Regions from separate parts of the Mus musculus genome. Here all the other regions are linked to region 4. Evidence: chromatin contacts called from public Hi-C data. All regions are on one chromosome and are shown on one strand. Each heading gives the region's core, a stretch centred on a gene start, on an enhancer-like site or on the middle of the called end of the contact. The rest is flanking DNA. Distances are from core to core; before and after follow the strand shown.

Evidence for each region. Hi-C and Micro-C count contacts between places; a contact is called where the count stands out from the background.
Region 1: a contact with region 4 is called in a Hi-C map of cortical neurons, with 2.4 times the contacts expected there. The contact joins two enhancer-like sites. A contact is called at or near these places in 3 of 484 Hi-C or Micro-C datasets (bone marrow-derived macrophages and cortical neurons) and 1 of 115 datasets of contacts at active chromatin or transcription factors (bone marrow-derived macrophages).
Region 2: a Hi-C map of cerebral cortex shows a contact between it and region 4, with 1.5 times the contacts expected there. The contact joins two enhancer-like sites. A contact is called at or near these places in 3 of 484 Hi-C or Micro-C datasets (bone marrow-derived macrophages, cerebral cortex and cortical neurons) and 1 of 115 datasets of contacts at active chromatin or transcription factors (bone marrow-derived macrophages).
Region 3: a Hi-C map of bone marrow-derived macrophages shows a contact between it and region 4, with 26 read pairs. The contact joins two enhancer-like sites. A contact is called at or near these places in 1 of 15 datasets of contacts at CTCF or cohesin (the NIH/3T3 cell line), 2 of 484 Hi-C or Micro-C datasets (bone marrow-derived macrophages and cortical neurons) and 1 of 115 datasets of contacts at active chromatin or transcription factors (bone marrow-derived macrophages).

What each region holds. Positions count from the first base shown.
Region 1 is chr17:79,549,238-79,553,383 of GRCm38.p6, reverse strand. No RefSeq gene overlaps it. Among named protein-coding and RNA genes, the nearest start is that of Gm10494, 41 kb to the right of the region's middle. Within about 2 kb of position 2,788, at least 7 of the 459 cell types and tissues checked have an H3K27ac peak or open chromatin away from gene starts, as enhancers often do. A contact at or near this core is called in cortical neurons, where this site is marked.
Region 2 is chr17:79,494,956-79,499,231 of GRCm38.p6, reverse strand. No RefSeq gene overlaps it. Among named protein-coding and RNA genes, the nearest start is that of Gm10494, 13 kb to the left of the region's middle. Within about 2 kb of position 1,406, at least 12 of the 459 cell types and tissues checked have an H3K27ac peak or open chromatin away from gene starts, as enhancers often do. A contact at or near this core is called in cerebral cortex and cortical neurons, where this site is marked.
Region 3 is chr17:79,566,932-79,571,385 of GRCm38.p6, reverse strand. No RefSeq gene overlaps it. Among named protein-coding and RNA genes, the nearest start is that of Rmdn2, 46 kb to the left of the region's middle. Within about 2 kb of position 1,570, at least 1 of the 459 cell types and tissues checked has an H3K27ac peak or open chromatin away from gene starts, as enhancers often do. A contact at or near this core is called in bone marrow-derived macrophages, where this site is marked.
Region 4 is chr17:79,228,961-79,233,316 of GRCm38.p6, reverse strand. No RefSeq gene overlaps it. Among named protein-coding and RNA genes, the nearest start is that of Gm17315, 120 kb to the left of the region's middle. Within about 2 kb of position 2,161, at least 43 of the 459 cell types and tissues checked have an H3K27ac peak or open chromatin away from gene starts, as enhancers often do. A contact at or near this core is called in bone marrow-derived macrophages, cerebral cortex and cortical neurons, where this site is marked.

The sequences.
Region 1 (4,146 bases), core at 1,539-4,038, 320 kb before region 4:
AATATGAAATGCTGATAAGAAAAACTAAGAGATGAAAATGTTGGCTAGGATGCCAGCTGTCTGTCAGTGAATGCTGTCGCATGAATCTAAGCAACATAGGTGTATGTATGCATGCATATTATAAGAATGAAACCAACTGTAATAAAAACTATTAAAAACACAGAGTGTTTAGTAGTTACTGGGAAGTGTAGGCCAGTGAGAGGATGCAATTAATTTGGAATAGAGTTCCTGGGGACTTAAATAGTATTTTGGATGCTTTATTTTTAAAGTATTTTATAGGATTTGAGATCCATACATCAATTTCACAAACTCTCTTGGTTCATGATGTTCTTAGACCCTTGAACAACTTATTCAACATTCCAAGGTGAGACCAAATACTTAGTCTTTTATCTATCAAGCAGTTGTTATATCTATCTAAATAACCCAAAAGTAGGAGGTTGTATACTTTCCCTTACGGAGGAAAAAGCTATATTATACCTTAGTGAATTCACTTGGATGTTTGGGTTGCTTCCATGTACAAACTGGGAACCACAACAGTACAAAATCAGCTCTAGCCATGTGTATGAAATATTCCACAATATGTGCATGAATGCATATACACATGTATTGTATTAACTATAATAATGGCTTGTTCCAGGACAAGGCTAATGGGGACAGGAAGTAGATATAGGATCTTCTTGGTTGGCTGAATGAGGAAAAGTCAAACATCTCACCCTCATCTTACCCTGTTAATACTCTTTTTAAACAAATTAACTTGAAGAGACCTAAGGCGTTTTGACCATGTTTTATAAACAAAAAAAAATGTCCATGCTCATTTACAGGTGGAGAAAATGAAGAACTAGAAAGGAAAGCTTTAAAACAGGGAAACCAGAAGATTATTAGAGCAAAGTTCCAGGAGGCCCAAGAGCACAGAACAAGACAGATGGATGTTCCCACCTCTCCGATGGGAAAATAAGACTAAATGAAAGCTTAAGGAGAGAGACGAGAGCATTCCTGTCTGTGGCTGAGTTGACTCAGGAAAGGCAGGTGGAAACCTAGAGGAGCATGGGAAGGGGGATTGACCTAAAAGAACCAAGGTTAGAGAAGACAACAATCCACAAATAGTCTCCATCAATGTGATATCCTCCAGAGAATCCTTTTGCTCAAACATCTGAGTGCTTTCTGTCTTCATCTAGTGGAGTTTCACTAGTACAGAATGAAATAAGTCAGCTTCCTTTCTTGGTGTCTGCTCATGAGTTCATTCCTTTGCTTCATGTCTCATGTGCTTGAAAGGACAGTTAAAATGCAGAAACAATCTCCAGGGAGCCGGGGGAGGGGAGGCCATCGCAGCCTCATGGTTAACTGGACTGTCCAGCAAAAGCTTCTGCGCCACCCTTCTGGAGCTGCGTAGTCCCAGAACAAAGGGACTGTGCATGTAGCATCACACACGTGGGGCTCTGGCCTCAGCATACGTCTTCCTCCATGACTCTTAGTACTTAAGATCTCCTTCCACCTCCCTTGCATCAACTTATTTCACCTCCAGGGAGTTTCTATTTAACTAACAAAAGCAATGCCAACAATTACACCTAAACCATAGGAGTATGGGGATCCTTTAGGGGGTGGAAATGCAATCCTGAGTTTGAGTTTGCATAGACAGAGAGGAAGGTGGCATCTGGGGATGGGAAAGTGAAATGTGGAAATGTGGCACATGACCAGTGATGGAAGGCTTCCTTGGAGCAGACAGTGGGCACCTCAGTCTGACAAAAGACAGTAAGGTAGGTAGACTGGATCTGAGACATCGAGACTGGAAGACTATGCATCTGGACTTTATCCAGAAGTCCAGGAGAAACAGAGTCCTGAGCACCACTAGAGCATGTTGCCAACAAGAGTAAAGCCTTGCGGTGGTAGTAGGGTGAACAATGGGTCAGAGGCATGGGGATCCAAGACAGCGAGGAGGCCTTGCACTAGTCAGGCATGACGTGATGAGCACAGGGACTAGAGTTGTGGCAGGGGACCAAGGAAATCAGGAAGGATTCCATAGGAGTAAACTGATGGGTTAGGCAAGCTATGAGAGATGGATGAGTATTAAGCAAGATTGCTCTGTTGGAAATACTTCCAAAATGTACAATGTACTAGTTATCTCGAGATATTTATGAGTTCTCTTATGTCATTACCTAACTAACATATAATCCAGGAATCCATAACCACATTATCCATCACATTCCTTCTTCATGTATCTTCACAGATAGATTAACTTTAACCCTTTACAAACATTCTATAATCACTGTGTGCAATGAATTTTCAAAAACCAAAGTGAACAGGGTTCTAGCAGTCCTAGTTGCAGGTTCGGCCAAGAATTGCTAGAGAGTTTCAGAATGGGTTGCAAAAGAGCTACTCAGTTTGCCTGACTAGAAGATAGGCAAAACCACCTTTGTGGGGCAGCTCATGTCAAGTACATAACAGTTCAAATCACAGTGCCTCAACTAGGAACCAATTCAACTCATCCCTCTATTGTGGAAGATGGTTACATTCACTAGAAAAGAAATCATCCTGTTAGAGCAAAACAGCTACTCTGCACTAAATACTTTCGGGACATTGAGCCTTTCCCAATCTACCTTTGAGGTTCCATAGGTAAATTAAAGCATTGAATTTTCAAGTATAAATGAAATAGACCAAGATAGTATACATATATAAGGACAGATTGGGACATAGACAATGTAATTGGAATAGGGGAGAACCAGTTTGATCTGGTCTACAGAGGAACAGAAATTCGATTGCCTATGCTGGAAATTTTTCTTCCCTGAGCAGCATAGGATAATGATGTAATGGCAACATTGCATAATGATTCAGTGGTAACATGTTAGCATAATGTTGCTGTGGTAACATGTTAGCATAATGTTGCTGTGGTAACATGTTAGCATAATGTTGCTGTGGTAACATGTTAGCATAATGTTGCTGTGGTAACATGTTAGCATAATGTTGCTGTGGTAACATGTCAGCATAATGATGCTGTGGTAACATGCTAGCATAATGATGCTGTGGTAACATGTTAGCATAATGATGCTGTGGTAACATGTTAGCATAATGATGCTGTGGTAACATGTTAGCATAATGATGCTGTGGTAACATGCTAGCATGATGCTGTGGTAACGTGTTAGCATAATGATGCTGTGGTAACATGTTAGCATAATGATGCTGTGGTAACATGCTAGCATGATGCTGTGGTAACATGTTAGCATAATGTTGCTGTGGTAACATGCTAGCATGATGCTGTTGTAACATGTTAGCATAATGTTGCTGTGGTAACATGTTAGCATAATGATGCTGTGGTAACATGCTAGCATGATGGTAACATGTTAGCATAATGATGCATTGGTAACATGCTAGCATGATGCTGTGGTAACATGTTAGGATAAAGATGCAGTGGTAACATGCTAGGATAATGATGTAGCAGTAACATGTTAGGATAATGGTGCTGTGGTAACATGCTAGGATAATGATGCTTTAGTAACAACATGTTACTGCTGCTTTTGATCATAGTATGATTTGCCCACTGCATATGATCATCATCTCCTCACAGAACGAATTTCTATGGAAAAATATATCAGAGAGTTAAAAGCCTATGAGTAGCAATTAACAGTTACCCTACAACTATCCCTTAAGCCACTCCACATATCCTGGGTAAGAGAGGCGAGGCCCCAGCTCTGTGCTCCATGGCAGACCCTCTGCATCCACAGACAATTTCTTAACTGCCACCACATCCTCTTTCTATGCCCTTCTGCTGAAGGGTCATAAGCTTCATATTTGTATTTTGGTCTTTTATCAACTCAAAGCAAAATGTGCCATTCTAGTGTTGACTTGAGACCTCCTGGTAACATCTGATGCTCTACTTTAAAACGGTATCTACTTTCAAAGGGATGATCATTTACTGTGTAATAAGCTAGTGATAACAACAACCTGCCCTTGATTATTTAAAACTTACTTTATATTTATTACATGTATATGTAATATATATAGTATTTTGCTTGAATGTGTACATGTGCAACACATGGATGCCTGCTACCCATGCAGGCCAAAAGAATGCCTTGGATCCTCTGGAACTAGAGTTACAAATGATTGTGAACCACCATGTGGGAGCTGAGAATCAAAACCATGTCCCCTGAAAAA
Region 2 (4,276 bases), core at 157-2,656, 270 kb before region 4:
CCCAGCTCTCAGGAGGCAGAGGCAGGTGGATCTCTATGAGTTCTAGGCCAGCCTGGTTTACAGAGTGAGTTCCAGGACACCCAAGGCTACACAGAGAAACCCTGTGTCAAAAAAACAAACACAGAACTCATTTGTCTTATTTCCAGTGTGACATTTGGTGGAAATAATTCTCAGTAGAGCTACCCCCTGGACACTTCTCATTAAAGCTTTTTCTGATCTTCTCCAGACCCCAGCACGGGGCATGAGGCTTCCCTAGAGAGGTAGGGCTGGGAGAGTTGGCCACCTCACAGGAAAGAACAATGGAGAGAATGCCAGGGAAAGAAGGTGAACCAGGGGAGACAAGATCTGCTTTTGTAGTCACTGTCCCAGACCAGGATGGAGTAAGCCCTTTTTTGCAGCTCTTATAGGTGCTGATGGGACAGAGTACTTATAACAAAAGTTCCCACGGGGGCAATGCGCATCTGATATGCTCAGCTTAGAGACCTCTGTACTTATTGTGTAGTCTGACCCATGAATAGAGGCTTTCAATTTATTACATAGAGACTCTCGGAGTGAGCTAGCTCTGTATTAGTGTTGTATAGACACGAATGCTGACACTCAAACACCCACTCTTTGTCTTCAGTTACAGAACTATTCCTGCCCCACCTTGTGTCTCAGTGCTAATGGTCCTAATGGATCTTGGACTCAAGGTTGTATGCCAGCAAACTAGGGCTCATTCACATCCAGAAGTGGCTTGAAAGTCTGTCCGTTTACCACCAAACAGCAGGCTCAGAAGGGAATATCCCTGCAAATGACACTTCGGTAGCCTACGTTCAGCCAAACGGGAAAGAGAGTTCTGCTCCATGTGTAAGTAAAAGAAACACACATTCGTAACGGGTCAGAACACCTTGTCAGGAACATGCGTTGGAAGTGCACACGTAAGAAATAGCATGAAGAAGGATGAGTCTTGCCAGATCTGAGCAATTTATGTGAATCCTTTTATAGAGTCTTTCTAACCGAGAATTGGTCCTTTCTAAAGACGCCAGTTACCCACTCATAAGCTGTAAATAGTCAGACCTTTTGCACACGTGCGAATGCACATGCCCATGCAGAATGCAGAAAACGGAAAACACTGAGCTCAGGAATAAGGGCCCAACAGCAAACAGCCTCAGGCAAGTCTTCCCAACTTCAGTTTTCTCATATACAAAATAAAAACACTGATTGGCTCCCTTTCCAAGTTTGCTGGGAAGACTGGGTGTGGCTCTAGGTGTGAGGGGCTGGAGGAGCATCTTTGCTCTCTCCCCAAAAAGATGTTCTCCAGCTTCAATCAGAAAAGCTGCTCTCAAGGGAGCAAGAAGGCTGGAAACAAAAGCCAGTGAGCGCCTGGAGCTCTCTCAGAGGAAGGGAGCCACTAGCAGCACCTTCGCCTAGGCAGCTCAAGTGGCATGCAGATAAAGCTCTGTTTGCTCGTCTCTATGGAGATGGATATGAAGGGAAAGCCAGAGCGCCTGGAAATTTTCTTCCTAAGAATATTTATACAATACCCAGAATTAGGTCTGGTTTTGTCCTTGTGACTAGAGATCACTACAATACAGAGGCTATAAAGGCATACTGTGTATAAAGTGAGCATCTCTTTACTTGCTTTGGAAGGACATCTGCTCAAGTGAAGGCTTACTGTCCTGAGATATTTATATTAAACATCCACACTCCTGTACCATGCACAGGTACACAACACCACCGAAGCTCACTACAAAATGGTTGAGATCTTCTCTAGAGAAAAACTCAAATCTGAAACCTGAGGACATAGAAGCCTCCAGCTCTTATTATATTTCGAATGGTCTTTCCTTACCCTCTCCATGTGTGTGCAATGATATGCAGCTCCGTCTGCATTTGTGTGAATGACTTAGTGAACCACTCAGGTCTCAACTGAAGATAAAAACTGCTGAACTCGGCGGGAACTCAGAGTCCATTCACACTAACCTTTTCTTCAGTTGGAGGGCGTCTTTATTGTCCATGATAATTGCTTTCTGTGTTCTTTTCCAGCTTGGCTCACAATAAACTTCATCTGACAGTCCATCTGGAAGCAAGCCCAATCACCAATATGCAGGCGAATGCATGTAGGTGAATATTCCATTTCCATTTAGTAACGTACAGACCACTTCTCAACGTAGTCTCTGGCTAAGCATCCAATAGAGTACAGGGCTCTAATTGATTTTGTGTGTGTGTGTATGTGACCCAAGTTGGATTTTTCTCAATGAAAATGAAACATATTAAAGCCAATCGCAGGAAGCATGGAACATGTGAAGAAATGAGTCATATTCCAGGTGCTCCCAAGTCAACACTCGACATGTACTGATTCTTGGTTTGGGTGCTGGCCAAGATGCGTATTTGAGTTGAAACTGCCTGAAACAAGACATAGTTTTGGAACTTTTTGCTATGAAACACAATTTCTATTATTTACTCTTGCTTACAACTTCTAGTGAAAAGAAGTAAGAGCGTAGGTAGAGTAGAACCCAGCCCACATAGAACACCAATCCTGAGGTCAACAAACTTGAAGTGAGCAGAATGCTATGTGTTTCTTTGTGTTTCTTACTGTTGGGCACAGATGTTCGAGAGAAAGAGACGATGTTCCTACTCTTTAGTCAAGCTGCATATGGAATTATGATCCTATGACCAATAAGGCTTTTTCCCCCCCCCCAACTCAATGAAAGTTAGCAACTTGGGGAAAGATGCAGGCAATGTGTGTTCTAGTTAGGATTTTGCTTCTGGGATAAACACACAAGCAACCTGGGGGGAAGAAAACGATTTATGTCATCATGCAGGTTCCATTTCTTTTTGGTGGGAAGACATGGAACGCAAGACAAGAACTCTGTCTACTGGCTTTCTCGTGGCCTCATGGTTAGCTGCTTTCCTTAAGCAGTCCTTGCCCCCTACCCAGGGATGGTTACTTCCTACATGGGCTGGGCTTACAGTTATCAATTAGCAATGAAGAAAATCCCTATAGACACACCCACAGGCCAATCTCTTGGAGGTGAAGCTGAGGACCCTCTTCCTGGCTGAGTCTGCTTGACAACCAGGATTAGCCATCACAGGGCACCTCTGATGTGTCTGTTGGAAAATGCCAGAATGACCCCAAACTGTTGAAGTTCTGGATGTGTTGTCACTTCTGCGATAAACGGTTATGTTTCAGGGATAGGGTGTGGCCCAGTAGAGTTTCTACGTTTGTAGAAAGTGATGTGTTTCTTTTATCTTAAGAGAAAGAACATTTAGAGTTCATCCTCCCTCTCTTGAGCTCCCAGAAGGAAGCTGATCAACAGGCAGAGAGCAGAGGCCATGAATCAACATTGAACCTCGGCTTCACAGCAGGCCAGAAAGTGAACCCCCCCCCCCCCGACATTGTGGTTTCCAATTCTCCACACCTCCCAAGAAGAGTTTTTTTGTAACAAATACAGACACGATCCCTGGAATCTGGGTTTTCTTACCTACTAGGAGATATCTAGCCGTTCCTACTCCAAGGGTAGTCAACCTGCATCTGCTCCCCTCTTCATTTCCAGAGAATAAATCCCACTGAACTTTCTACCTTGGCCTCCTGCGTTTTGGAAGGCGTGCAGCCTGCAGAGGCCAGGCATTTGAGAATGCTCTTTTTAATTATTTTCTCAGTGATAGAAAGACACTGCTGGCTGCTTGTTTGTTGTTTTTAAATGACATTTCTGTGAAGCGAGTCAAGGTAGAATTTCCTCTCTGTGTTTTCTTTGCTTCCTTGCTTCCCACTTCTCTTTGCTCAACTTGCCAAAACTAACGTTCCTCTACAGCTTTGCTCTGCTTTCTCCATTGGCAGGACTTTTGATCTACAGAGATTTGAAGTTTGGAGCAAGCATTGGTGGCCACGCATCCGACAAAAAAGAAACACACGTTCTTAATGTCCCCAGTGGCTTGTGTTTTAAAGCATGGCATCTCTCCGTAAATGTGGCTCTTATGTAAGGTCTAACTAAACAAATCAAATGGTGTTGGGAAAATATCTGGTGAGTGTGGAATGCTATAGCTAACCTGAAATAAGTTTTTGAGAAGCCATGCTTAAATCTCAGGAGACTGAATGAGACTTAGCAATCTAGCAGGAACCTGATCCAAGGGAAGAACAACTCTCTCATCTTTAATTTGAGCTGATACTGGTCTAGCTACTCTTACAGAGTTATTTTTTTTCCTTTTCTTTAATCTGTTACCCATTCTTCTTCAGAGTAAAAGAAGGTCTGATTTTCTGGTTATTGTACAACATCTTAAGCACAGAACCAGTAAGGCC
Region 3 (4,454 bases), core at 321-2,820, 340 kb before region 4:
CTCTCTGTCTCGGTTGTCTGTCATGATCAGTCTTTCCCGACTAATACTCTAGCTTCAGAGGGTCTGGACTTTGCTCTTTAATCCCTCTCTGCCCTTTCCCACCAGAGACACCACAGGAAGTCTTTGGTTTCTAAATGGTCTGTAAGTGTAGCATTTCAAACCCAGAACTCATTTTTTTCCCTACAGAGAGAATATTATAAGTATGTGTTGGGTCTCCAGGTCAACCCACAAAGGCTCATTCAACTCCTAATACAGGTAATGTATTTTCCCTTTGCTCTTTAATATATCCTAGAGCAATAGAATGTCTGAGCAAAAATGGAATTTAGAACTTCATGCTATATACTGGTTTGTCAGTGTATTCTGTTACAAATGCCCACAGTCCATCTCTTTAGATATTAAGTAGGGTCCTGCAGTTCAGCCTGGAAATCCAGTTATATTTTCAAACAATATAAATCATATTGTCATAAATATAGAAATGGCCTTGCCACAGACAACTTTATTTTGGCTACTTTTCTTTACATGTTCTGAGGCACACTGTAAAACCAGACTGTTTGTCTATCATGTCTGTATGTCTATATGCACAGACATGGCCAGCACTTACATGTACCTTAAGTTGTAGGATCATGGAGCACCCTAAAGGAAACAAACAAACAAACTCTCAGATATGACAACTCACAATGAAAGGACTGCCTCTTGGTGTTTGTTGAGCCAAATGTACCTCTGTGATGGGGCACCCTGATGCTTTCTCCCTCTTTCTGAGAGAATTCTTGCCAGAACATGCCCCCCTCATGTCATCAGCTCCTTGCTCATTGGTCCACAGAGATTATTCTGAGCCTGTCCTTCTTGGTATCTAAGCTTTGCTGTTTTTCTATGGCAGTTCTTATTAGCTTATTTGGTAGATTCCTTGCTACCACTTGGGTACCCTCACTGACTCCAAAAGCCACAGTGGTGGGCTTTTCTCTCTTTTTCTTTGTTTTACCATTCATACCTAGAACACTTTCTACCTGGCACGTAGGAGTGTTAGGGCTGAGAAAGCAGTGCCTCTCGTTATGGTGTTTTGGCATGATGAGGATTATAAACTACTGAAGGACACTAGGAGGCCTTAGACTTAGAGGGACAGTCTCTATGACTCTCTCCTGCTCTACTGTCTCCAAATCCTCTCGCCTAAATCAAGTCACAGGAATTGGGGTTGTTGTCCTCTAAAGCAAGTCATAACATCTGGAAAGGTAATTTTCTTTCTCCTCTTCCTTGCAGACTCTGATTACCCAAGAGGAAAGGGTGCTTCATGCTAGGCCAAGAAGGATCAGGACAGACCTTTTTTGCTGGCTGCCTACTTGATATCAGTCTACTGGTGTCAGATTATATTCTGTTCTCCAATCAGATTTACACACAACTGACTCCAATACCTGGAGGAAGCAAAGAAGAAGAAGAAAAGGAGGAGGAGAAGGAAGAGGAGCAGAGAAGAAGAGGGGGAAGGAAAAGGAGGGGGAGGGGAGCAGGAGGAGTAGGAGGAGAAAGAGGAAGTGGGGAAAGAGGAAGAGGAGGAGGAAGAAAAAACATTTTTTCCTGAGTCCTTGAGTTTCATTATCAAAGCTTCCACCCCCCATATTTTATTAAATAGACATTTGGTGCTTCCTTTCTTTAAGCCTGTTTGCTGTTGGTACAGAAGTGTCAGCCATGACCCTTTATGATGAAGAAAGTCTCACACCTGTCTACCCTGTGATCACAAATCTCCATTGTCCATTTGATGGGACTTAGAATCACATGATACTAAAAGTCTGCCTGTGCCTACGAGGGAGCTTCTGGACTAGGTTAATTGAAGTGGGAAGACCGGCTCTAACTGAGGGCACCATCCTCCCATGGGCCTGGCTCTGAATGAATATGACGGAGAACAGGACATGAGGACCAATGTCCAGCTGTCTGTGTTTCCTGGCTGAAGATGCAATGTCACCAGCTGCCTCTGGCCCCTGCCTCTCTTCTCTGCCTTGATGAACTATTTTAGAGGATTCCCGGACTTATTCTTTTAATAACACAAGTAAGCAAACTTAGACCAAATCTGCAATATGGTTCACTTATCCAAGTACAAAGGTCAGAATTCATACTAACATGTAAAAAGCAAGTCTTCGTTGGAGGACCTGAGGTGAGCATGCCCTGGGATTTATGAGGTGGGTATTCTGAGTCCTGTTTTGTGATGTAACGTATGAGATGAGAATAACTGTGGAACCAGGTGAATAACTGGACCTACTCCCAGCCTTAGCTTAGCTACATCATCCTGGCATTGGCACCTGCCATCTTAGAGACTATCCATCTCTCAGATGGCTGAGAAGAAGGCTCCTGGCATAGTCTGGCATCTACCATCCTCCCAAGCAGACACCATATTACTCTAGAAGTTTTTGTTATGCTTGCTTTGGAAGTAAATTTTACCCATTGTTTAGTTAGCAAAACCACTTCCTAAGTATAATTGTTCAAGTCTTACAGATGTGAAGGCTGTGCCTAAGAGAAAATGTGTAGCTATTGAGCTGTTCCCTGAGTTTATTTTTATTTTAATTAATACTGCTTCCAAAGGTGGAGGTCTGCAACATTACATAATTACGAATGACTATATGACTATATGACTATACAGGTTGCTTAAGGATATAATACAAAATAAAACCATGACTAAGAATCTATATTTATTAATAAGTCCCAGATCATGAAATTGCTTTTCCCTTCCTAAACCCAGATATTCAATGACAAGTTGCTACTTCCTAATTTTAGTACTTGACAGTAGATGGCACTGCTGATTGTCAAAAGATACAAACATTTCCCTGTATATACCAATCTCTTCTTTTTTAGCCATTAAAAAAACCATCAGAACAAAACACACACACACACACACACACAAATGGTATAAAAGTAAATATTTTTATTCCAATGAGAGGTTAAAATTAAGCACATAATTGAGCTGGACATTTATGTGAGTTATGCATAGTTTATTTGAGATGCTAGGAGAAACCATAGTATGATCAGCGGCTCTCAATCTGTGGGTTGCAATCTCCTTGGCAAACCTTTATCTCCAAAAAATGTACATTATGATTTATAACAGTAACAAAATTACAGTTATGAAATACCAACAAAAAATTTTTTTTGGTTGAGTGTCACCACAATCTGAGGAGCTATAGAAGAGGGTCACAACATTGGGAAGGTTGAGAAGTGGGTACAAGTTCTCATTATCAAGAGTAAAAGTAAAATTTCATTACCAACACAAGCAATTTATTTCTGTACCATAACTTTAGGAAAAAAATGGATATTATCACAACTGAATTTAGTTGTCAAGAACAAACCAGAAAATAAAACGAAAGCACTCACCCATGGGCTCTGGAGTCTTCCAGATGGCATACAAGGATGCAGTGTGTAAAATAAGAACAAAACAAATACGTGACCTGAACTTTGGGTAAGTCACTCAGTGTTTCATGACAGGGGTCTCTCATCTGTAGACAGAACTGCTTATCTCTTGACCAATTTACATGACAATTGCAAGGATCAATTAATTGTAACATTGTAGCTTAAAATATTATATGTCATTGGTGGAACAGATCCTGTATTGGTTACTTTTCTAGTCACTGTGACAAAATGTCTGACAGAAGCAACTTAAGGAAGGAAAGACTTATTTCAGCGCATGATTTCAGTCCATCATGGCAGAGAATTATGGTGGACCCACTCACCGTACAGCTGGATGGAAAGTGCATCGCAGACCAGAACCAGAACCAGATATAATTGTAGGGTATAAGGTCTTAACCCATTTCCTCTTGAAAATTCTTAACAGAACTCCACCAATCCCTCAGCATAAAAGTCCTCTAATCCATGAGCACGAAAACCAACCAATCTCAGAGCACAAAAACGCGCTAATTCCCCTCATTGTGAAATCCCACCAATCCCTGGTCTTGCTCCGAGTACAGGACTTGAAACCTCACTAGTTCTCACTCTGCAAATCTCTACCCCGGGGAACTCCTCCCCGTCAAGCCCTATATAAACCTGACTCCTGCCCCATTCCCTGCTGCATCTATCTGCCCACAGCCCAGCAGAGGTAGCCACCTCGTGTCTTTCCCAATAAATCTCGTCTGTGAGGTTTGTTGTGTGGTGTGACTTGGTGGATATTTCTTGGCTCCAAGATGCCAGGGTACCTTCCTTCTCTGAGCTGTAATGTTTCCATCAGAGAAACCTTCCCTTTAGAACTATTACCTTCTCCTTCCTCTTAGAGCTATGACACCTTCATCAGAAAGCCCGCCCACCCCCCACCCCCTCCACCCCACTAGAGCTATAACATCTCCATAGAAGCTTTTGCTTTAGAGCCTTGTCACCTCTACCAGAAAAGCTTTTCCCCACAGAGCTGTAACACTTAAAATAACCTTCCAGGCTTGCCTCTAGTAAATGCCCGCTGCCAGCAAGGTCCAACAACCAACGTTTCCATAACG
Region 4 (4,356 bases), core at 912-3,411:
TCCCTGGTATCTGCTTCAACTTACTGCAATCTGTGTGGATTATAGTACAAACATTCTTATAAGTTATTTTGATTAAACAGTAAAATTTCATTTTAAGAGGAAATTATCAATTATTTTGCTATATCAATTATCATAAACGTGCACACATAGCTTTGTTTTGTTTTTAATCTACCCATACACTTAGCAAATTTGGTTTCAGAAAGCAAAGCTGGGGGTTGGGGGGTTGGATTTAGAGTAAGTTTTATGAGGAAGCCCTGTCTGCTCAAATGTCACTCTGCCACTTTATAGCAGCGGCTCTCACCCTGTGGGTCATGATCCCTTTGAGTTCACATGGGTCACATAACACTATCTGCATATCTGGAACTGTCATTATGATTCATAGGAGTAGCAAAATTGCAGTTGTGATGTAACAATGAAAATGATTTTATGGTGGGGTCACCACCACATGAAACAGTGTATTGAAGGGTCACAGCATCAGGAAGGTTGGAACCACTGCTGTCGAGCTTTGAGATTCTAGGTAGGATGACTGCATTATCTTCATTGCAAATGGAGACAGTTACAGATCTAGACCCTGCCAACCAAATGAGCCAAAGCAGATGCGTAGAATATAGAAGTACTCAGTATCTGTGGGCCATCAGTAGGGATTCTATGATCACTTGCATATAACAGATGTCTTTACCTTCTCTGTCCTATTTGTGTGTCAGCAACAAAGACCATGATTTCTTTGAATCTTTCGATTTTTCTGCTAACTCATAAATATGCTCATAGCTGTATTTAGCAGCTCCCCAGGCAAGACAGGCAAAGATAAGAACCCAAAAAGAGTGACAAGCTGTTGCTGTTCTCTGTGAATTTCTACATTAGCCTATGACAGTAATTAATAAGTGTTAGGGGACTGGAGAGATTATTCAGTGGTTACGAGTGTAAATTGCTCCCATAGAAGACCCAAGTTTACCTCCCAACACCTACGCCAGTTGCCCTACAACTGCCTGTAACTCCAATTCCAGGGAATCCCACCCCTTTGAACTCCACAGGAATTTGCATTGCCATACACACACACACACACACACACACACACACACACACACACACACACACACACACATACACACACACACACACACGACCAAATCAATCTGTAATCTTTAGTGTGCCATGAAGATAGAGGTACTATGTGGTGGAATTTTAAAACAATGGCAGCTATGAAATCGCCCGTGAAGAGACTGAAAACATAGTCTGTCTAGGTCCTAGACAGTTCTACTCACAGGTGATGCACTCAGACAAAATGCAGAGGCAACTGAACATTAGTTGGGCTGTATACGTATTCCATCATAACTTTAAGGGAAAATAATGTTCGGATCAGCCTCAGAACAGGTTGTCACCACATTAGCACCACTGGCTTTAGAAAAAGAACTATTGCATTGTTCCACCACATCTGCAAGAAATTGAATACAAACTGCAGCTGAATTTGTAGTTCAAGGTAGCAGTTACCAGCTGCACATTGTTTTGTCTTGTTTAAAATAGTGCTAACTTACATGCCAGCTACTGTAGACTCCAGATTCTATTCATTAGGGGTGAAAAAGCTAAGCCAGCAGCTTGTCCCCTGGCAGCCTATGCCAGTTTGCTTCCAAAACCCTGCTTTGAGTTTCCGCAGACCTGTTAAGGACTCCAAGGTAATGGCAAGGTTCTTCCAGGAAGTTGCTTTGGAAGGTGTGGTCCACTCCTGGTTTGCACAATAATTACCCGGGAAGCAAATTTATTCCAAATAGAATTTAGTTTTCTATCCCTTTCCTTGATCATACGAAATCAAAATCTCTGAGGATGAACCCAGGAATCAGCACTTTAGTCACGTGTATTCTTACGCAGGGCCCGTCGGCATCTGGAGCCTACTCTAAAAGGAATCGTTTCTCAGAACACCAATTCGGATTTTTCCTCATCTAGAAGCCGCCTGCGCCTTTCCTCATTTTCTCCCACTTGTATTATTCAAGGTTCAGTAAACTCTCATCTGCTTAATTGCTCAACAATTAAAACCCATGCTGCTGAGTTCCACTATCTGGTAAAGCCCAGATATAAACTATCTCGGCTCTTTATGAACACTGCCCTCCCGGGAGTCTGACTCTGCTTCGTTAAGAGAGAAACTGCTTCTCTCCTTAGAAAACACAAAGCTCCCAAGAGCCTGCGCAACGGGTAACTAGCGTTACCATGGTATCGTGCGCCTCCGTGGCTTCCCTTGATAACAGATTCAGTTGTAAATATCATTCTTGGCTAAGTTCCTCATTTGGGTGACTCTTTGTAATCGAGCCGGTGGAGAACCTATGAGAACATTCTTTGAGTACACTTGACATTGATACTGACACTGGTTTAAAACGATTCACCTCTCCAGACCATTCATCACCCCATGGCCCTGGCGTTTAAATATGCGTGACATGAACGATCAAGGGAATACCACCGATTTGTGACCCAACCTCAACCTGCCAAGGACCCAGTCACAAAGTACCGTGGACTCTAACATAATGCTTGCCAGACCCTTATGGTTTTGATGTCTTTAACTAGTTACATCTTTCCTTTTGAAAATTCTTTCCTTATCTTTTCCCTCACTAGCACTTCTTCATTCTCTTCCTGTCTTGCCCATTTCTGTGATCCTCTAAGAATAGTTTTCCCTGGGAACTCATGGCTGACCCTCTTGGGGTTCGTGGATACACTAAAACGTGTTCTTGTTCTTTTAGGTCACTGCTGAAAGTAATCCTTCTCCAAAAACTCAGCCACTCCAAAGCCCTTTCTGATCTTGACTCAACCAAATTTTCTTTTTTGTACTCACTGCTGCTGCTGAGTGATCTATCTTTATTTTATAGCCATAAACAGGTCAAAGGAGAACTAGTCACATTCTGGGATCTGGCACATTGAGTAACTTACTGTGTCTCAGGAAACCACCCGAGATATTTATAGGGACAGTGTTTGGACCAGTCTGTGTTTCCTAGTGAATTTGGTACCCATTAAATAATTTAGAATGCCACTTTTCTTAGGTTTAGTACTTAGCTTTCAAGAAAGAAAGTGTTCTGTGTCAATTAGTACTTTGCTAGGATATGGATAAGGTCTGTCTAAGACATTTCCAGATAGTGCCTGCTGACCTGTGTAACTATTCATTGCCAATCTATACAGTTTGGCCACTAGATAATCTAGTCACCCACTGTGATCTTTATGTCTTAGATAAAACAAGACTTACCTCCTCCCACCCTTTCCTCTTACCCTCCCTTGCCCCTTCTTCTCACATCTTCCTATTCATCTAACTCTTCCATTTGAAACAACAGAGGGGCTAAATAATGGCCACTTCCAAATCACCCTAGGCCTTGGACTCTTACTACTGGAGATTTGATATATCAACCAACCAAATATACATATTATATAAAATATTTATATATTATAAAAATGGTGACTCAAACCATAGCCAAACCCTCATAGGGAAATGCTAAGTTATCCTCTGCCTTATAACAATACATTAATGTGTACTTCTACAACTAATTAACTGAGACTTTTTTAAAGATTAAAGCATCAATCCACAACTGTTTATTGAGCACTTACTATGTGGAAGGTAGGCACTATCCTAACCACTGGGGATGTAAATGTTAATAAAAGATTTATGCCTTCAGAGAAATAAATGATAAAAAACTATCCTGAAGAAATAAAGAACCTGGTACTTTATAGGAACATGAAATGTGGAGATGGGATAGAGGATATGTTGTTGGGGGTATGGGTGAAGTAAGTAACCCAAGAATTTGTAATATAGCACTCTGAGAAAATAGGGATTCATTTTGTTGCTGTTCCCCAGGTAAAGATAGCTCCACTGACAGAAGCCTCCAAGGACCAAAGTTCTTCCAGTCTCCTTATTCATTCTGTAGGATAGTGTCCCATACATACGGTCTGAGCAATGCATTAGCACTGTGTCTGTGTGCTAGCATTAGCCGGAGAGAGCAAGGAAGTCCTGAACAAGTTGCCTTCTCTTAAGAAGACCTGCAATCGAGTCTGAATCACCAACCAAAGAACATCCATGGGCTGAGCTTAGGCCTCCCCACTCAAATGTAGCAGATGTGCAGCCTGACCTTCAGGTGAGTCCTGGACAACTGGAATAAGGGCTATCCCAAAAGCTGTTACCTGTACATGGGATAAATGGTCTACTAGTCGGGCTGTCTTGTCTAGACTCGGTGGGAGAGGGAGCACCATCCTCCCAGAGACTTGAAGTGTCAGGTTGGGGGGGTCCCCAAAGGGGCCCCCATCTGCTCAGAGGAGAAGAGGGGATGGGGGAAGGATTGTGGGTGAGGGTGACAAGGAGGGGAACCATGAGTGGGATGTAAAGTGAACAAG